Regions from separate parts of the Sus scrofa genome. Here region 2 is linked to region 1. Evidence: chromatin contacts called from public Hi-C data. All regions are on one chromosome and are shown on one strand. Each heading gives the region's core, a stretch centred on a gene start, on an enhancer-like site or on the middle of the called end of the contact. The rest is flanking DNA. Distances are from core to core; before and after follow the strand shown.

Region 1 (2,797 bases), core at 253-2,752:
TGCAGAAAAAGAATTTGAGGAAATTCAATATCCATGATAAACCCTCAACAAAGTGGATGTAGAGGGAACATTCAGCATAATAAAGGCCACATGTGACAAGCCCACAAATGACATTACTCGATGGCGAAAAACTGAAAGCTTTTCCTTTCAAGGCAGAAATGATACAAGGATGCCCACTCTCACTATTTATACTCAACATAGTATTGGAAGTCCCAGCCTGAGTAATTGGGAAAGAAAAAAAAAAAAAAAAGGCATCCAAATCAGAAAGTAAGAAATAGAACTGTCACTACTGGCAGATGACATGATATATATACAAAAAACCTAAAGTTTCTACTAAAAAACTATCAGAATTCACAAATTCAGTGAAGTGGCTGGATATAAAATTAATACATAAAAATCAGTTGCATTTCTATTCACTAATAACAAACTATCAGAGAAATCAAGAAAATAATTCCATTTATAATTTCCCTGGGGGTATAATGTATAGCATGGTGACTAGAGTTAATAAGACCCTTCATTTTGTCTTTTTTTTTTTTTCCCTTTTCTAGGGCCGCTTTCCACAGCATATGGAGGTTCCCAGGCTAAGGGCCTAATTGTCTAATCGGAGCTGTACAGCCCGGCCTACGCCAGAGCCACAGCAACATGGGATCCGAGCCATGTCTGCGACCTACACCACAGCTCACAGCAAAGCTGGATCCTTAACCCACTGAGCAAGGCCAGGGATCGAACCCGCAACCTCATGGTTCCTAGTCAGATTCGTTAACCACTGCGCCACGACGGGAACTCCAAAACCCTTCCTATTTGAAAGTTGCTAAGAGAGTAGATCTTAAAAGTTCTCATCATAAGGAAAAAATGTGTATGGTGATGGCCGTTAACTAGACTTATTGTCATCATTTCACAGTGTGTACACATATCAAATCATTATGTTGTATCCTGAAATTAATAGGGGTCAGTTATGCCTAAAAAAATTAAGGATTGATTCCGAATCAAAACTCCCATAACCTTATCTGTGCCAGTAGGTCCTCATGGGTCAATAGGTCACCTGTTCCTGGCCCATCTGAACCAGGATCTCCTGGAAATAATGCATAAAGCCAGTGGTTTTCAAACAGTGTATCTTTGGAGGCCTGGGGGACGGGGGAGGAGGCTGAAGATTCTGACTTTTCATTACCTTGCAGAAAACAGTGGTTTCACTTCTAGTTTTTTTTTTTTTTTTTTTTTTTTTTAAGTCTTGGCCTTTGAAATAACATATGGATGGGGAAAAGGCCTCTGTTGCTACAAAAAAGAAAACAATTGGAAAAACCAACCCAATCCCAAAATGTCTTGATGTGAACTCCTACAGGAGGTGATCCCACTGTGGACCCAAGGCCCAGTTCACATTAGTCTCCTGGAAAGATATTTAGGAATTTCAGGGAAGTGAAGGGCCTTCCTTGTCTTCCACTGAGCCCCATAAACCAGTACCCAGTGCGAGGTGTGTGAGCCAGGCTGGGGGGCTCCTGTCTGGGACTGACCTGAGAGCTTGTGTTGGCCAAGACTGGCCCACAGAGTCCCCTTATGCTTTTAGTAACAGTTGTTGGGGAGTTCCCGCTGTGGCACAGTGAGTTAAGAACCTGACTGCAGCATCTTAGGTCACTGCAGAAGTAAGGGTTCGATCCCCAGTGCTGCAGCTGCAGCGTGGGTCACAGCTGCAGCTGGGATTCAGACCCTGGTCGGGGAACTTCTTTACACCACTGGTGTGGCCATAAAACAGTTACTGGGCCAGTGCAGGAGACGTGTGTTGAGCACTTAACCATGTGAAGTACTGCATTCTCTCATTTAACCCTAACAATCCCCTGGTAGGATGTACACTTTTTTTCCTCCACTTGAGACCTAAGGCTCAGCAATTTAGGGTCCAGTCCTGAGTCTTGAAGTGGAGATGGGGAGCAGGACTGGAATCCAACCTCCCAAGGCACAGGATCCTTCACCACTATGGGACAAGTGGTCTGTTCCTCCACTTGCTGGTTAAGCTCCCCTGGATGCTGAGATCTGACCACTAGGTGGCGACAGAGCCTCACAAAGTTCCTGGGATATTTCAGGCAACAGCCTGAGGTCTCAGCCTGCCCTGCAGCAACCCCTCCCTCCTGGACCAGCAGGGTAGCCACACGCCCTCTTTTGGCCACGTCCTTCGTGCCCCGGCATGAAGGTTCTGGTGGGAGCCTGGACTGGGTTTGAATCCCAGTTCTGCAACTGTCTGTCCTCTGTGTCTTTGGGCCAAGGATTCATGGGCACTTCAAGTTTCTCATCCCTGAACTAGTAGTGGTGATGCTTGCCCGGGGCTTGCAGTGAGGATTGGATGAGACAAAGATGGAGGGTTTTGTGGTAATGATGATGGAGGGAGTAAGCACGGCTTGCTTAAGAGAACTCTCTGGGGGCTGTTTCTGGGTTTGTTTTCTCTTTTTACAGCCTCACCTGCTGCCCATGGCAGTTCCCAGGCGTGGAGTTGAACTGGAGCTGCAGCCACAGCCACACCTGATACGAGCTGCATCTGCGCCCTATGCTGCAGTTTGCACCAACACTGGATCCTGAACCTACCAAGTGAAGCCAGGGATTGAACTTGCATCCTCACAGAGACAACGTTGGGTCCTTAACCTCTTGAGCCACAACAGGAACTCCTGCTCTCTAGGGTGTTTTTAAATGGCCAATATCTAAGCCCTGAGGTATTTCACATAGAAACCCTGAATTCGTAGCTTCTTAGGGGAATCTGCCTTCCCACACTGCTGCATCTGCTGCAGCCGTCCCCTCTGGGCTACCACGGTCTCCA
Region 2 (2,858 bases), core at 169-2,668, 200 kb before region 1:
ACACACTCTTCATTACATTAATAAACAGTTTTTGGGAGTTCCCGTCTTGGCCCAGTGGTTAACGAATCGAACTAGGAACCATGAGGTTTCGGGTTCGTCCCTGCCTTGCTCATGGGTTAAGATCCAGCGTTGCTGTGAGCTGTGGTGTAGGTTGCAGACCGTGGCTCGGATCTGTGGCATTGCTGTGGCTCTGGTGTAGGCAGGCAAGCAACCAACAGGCTCCAACTAGGACATCCTAGCCTGGGGAACTCTGCTCATTAAGGCCGTGACAGAGTGCGGGCTCGCTCACACAGCACAGCCCAACTAACCATAACCAAAGCGAGTGCGGCCTCAAAAGACCGCCCCAAAAAAAGACAAAAAAAAAAGAAAAGAAACAGTTTTTGAGCAATTCCTGTGACAAGCACTGCTCTAGGTGAATGCTACATGCACTTCGGGGTATAGAAGACTCTCTAAGGAGTCTGTGGGGATACATTAGAAGAGTCCATTTACAGGTCATGAGTTTGTGTGTACTCTTTTCTAAACTTGGTCTTTTTTCTCAGACCCAGGACAACTGAGGAACTCCCCAAATGGCCCAACCCCCCCTCATTAAATACCATCTTCAGCCAAAGACAGAGGAGGATTTGGGGGGTAATGTTTTGAGTTTTCGAAGGAGAGGAAGGCAATTCACATAGGGCTGGGAAAGCAAATGGCTGGTACACAAGTGTTTGCTGAGACTTGCAGAGACAATGAGACAAGAGCAGAATCTGATCTCCAGGCCCTGCCAAGTCTCACCAAACCCACTCCCGCCATAAAATTGGCAGATATGTCTGGTGATGGCTTTATTCCCGGAACAGGCACCTTAAATTCTTCAGGCAGCTAAGGGGTAGGTAAAAAGAAAGACTTCCTGAGTCTTCTGTTTCATGAAATAATCAGCCTAAAATAATTCTCACACCAAAGAGACACATTTTGCAGTAGCAAATTTTGCTCACCTCTATGAAAGCAAGGACCTTATCTGACTTTTTTCCACCTGTGTCCTAGCCCCTCAAAGAGTGCCCTCATACTAATGTGCATAGTAAATGCTGTTGAATGAATGGATTTTGTTAGTTCTGTACCCATTTCACGGAAGGGTGAAATAAAGCCCTTGAGAGACAGAGGCTTTAGCGAAATGCCTCTGCCCAAGTCAGTTAAACACAGCGCAGCTTTGATCCGATTCGCTTCAAACCCTCTGTCCCAACATTGGAACCTAAAGGTTCGGATGCTGGCGGATAATTCCCTGGAGGTTCTCCCCGCAGTGTCTCCTAGATTCCACCAGGGGGCAGCAGAGACAACAACAGCCCGTCAGCCTTGAGACGGCTGGGCGGGACCTTGCGGGACGAAGAGGGAGGGGTTCCGCTTCCGTGCGAGGCTTGTTACTTCCCCTTCCGGCGAGTTGGTGGGTAGGACGCTGGCGAGAGGATGGACGGCTTAGTCGCTGCCTGCTCCGCGCGGCTGCTGCAGCAGGTAGCGCCGCGTGGCGCCGTTGGGAAGGTTTGGAGGGCAGGGACCAGGGCCCAAGATTCCGCCCGGGCATCGACGGGACGGCGGCAGCGAGGCGGGGACCGGCCTGCTTCCTCAGACTCGGGCAGCGGGGTCCCGAGACCCGGGCCCGCGCTGCCTCGGAGGCTAATGCCCTCCCAGGAACGCTCTCCCAGAGGTGGGAGGGGAAGAATCCAGGGTCCCCAGGCCCAGTCGACTGGCATTCAACCAAGGGAGGGTCCCCTTCTCTCTGACTTCCCCAAACCAGCGTTTCCGGGGGGCTGCTGGAGCCTGGCGTGTTGAGTCCCCCCCCCCCCCCCGTCTCGATCAGTGCCCATCCTTCCGGAACACGCGCGGGAAGCGCGGGAACAGGGAGAGAGGAAAGTGAACTAAGAGCGGAAGCCCCAGGACTCGTTTGCAGCTCAGCCACCGCCCTCTCCATGATGCTGAGCAAGGGCTGTCCTGAAAAGCCCATGGAGTGGCTCATTATCCAGCAGGAGCTGGCTCTCTTGACTTCAGTATTCGTGGGGAGGAAACTGTCATAGCTTGTTGAAAGTGACAGTTCCCTTACCCTCTAGGCTAGGTAGGGTGGGCGGGAGGGGGTAATGGGGGAGTAGTTGAAGGACTCCTGTCTCCTCAAAGGAGCTGCTTTATACCACGTCTGTCATGGCATACAAGTTGGTCAAGTAAATGGGCAAGTTCTTCAGCGTTCTGAGTCATAGGGTCTTTGTCCGTGGGGATGTAAGTACCCTCTCATTGGGTTGTGATACAAATTATAGAGATAATTTCCGAAAAGTGTTTAGCCCAGTGCCTGGAACGTAAGATAAGCTCACGCATGGCAGTGTATTTTGGCTGTCTTATGCCCTGGTAAATGTTCTGACATTCAAATGAGAGTCTCTCCCTTAGGAATGCAGTTGGGTTGGAAGTGTTATTTTCTTTGCATTGGCCTTATCCCTTATTGGCCTTGATATGAGGCCTATGCCACAGCATGCCAGCACCCCTGTTGCTCTCCCTCAACACACACCCTTGACTTTTTTCTTATCAAGGATACTATCCTAACGTCCTCAGACATTTCAAGGAGGAATAATCGCAACTTATCAAAGGGAAAGTCCTTCATTCCTGTCTCCTCCGCCACACCCAGGTGGAGAGGAGGAAGTAGGTTTCACAGCATGTGGATATCATTCCTGAAGGATGGACTGAACGAAGTGCCTTTTCTTTCACAGGAGAAAGAGATTAAGTTTCTGACTGCTGAAATTGATCGGTTGAAAAATTGTAGCTGTTCAGAAGCTTCTTCAAATTTGGAGCGATTGCGGGAGGAAAATTTAAAATTAAAGTATCGGCTGAATATCCTTCAAAAAGTGAGT

Evidence for each region. A called contact is a pair of places that touch in the nucleus more often than the background predicts.
Region 2: a Hi-C map of mesenteric adipose tissue shows a contact between it and region 1, with 2.0 times the contacts expected there. The contact joins the promoter of RARS here to the enhancer-like site in region 1. A contact is called at or near these places in 3 of 5 promoter capture datasets (fetal liver, fetal skeletal muscle and liver), 2 of 47 Hi-C or Micro-C datasets (embryonic fibroblasts and mesenteric adipose tissue) and 1 of 2 datasets of contacts at active chromatin or transcription factors (alveolar macrophages).

What each region holds. Positions count from the first base shown.
Region 1 is chr16:55,206,271-55,209,067 of Sscrofa11.1, reverse strand. All of the region lies in intron 32 of SLIT3 (slit homolog 3 protein), which reads right to left. Among named protein-coding and RNA genes, the nearest start is that of MIR218B, 92 kb to the right of the region's middle. Within about 2 kb of position 1,502, at least 4 of the 83 cell types and tissues checked have an H3K27ac peak or open chromatin away from gene starts, as enhancers often do. A contact at or near this core is called in mesenteric adipose tissue, where this site is marked.
Region 2 is chr16:55,410,636-55,413,493 of Sscrofa11.1, reverse strand. It overlaps RARS (arginyl-tRNA synthetase), which reads left to right and starts at 1,418. Exons shown (of 15, transcript NM_001244260.1): 1 at 1,418-1,479; 2 at 2,718-2,852. The coding sequence starts at 1,435.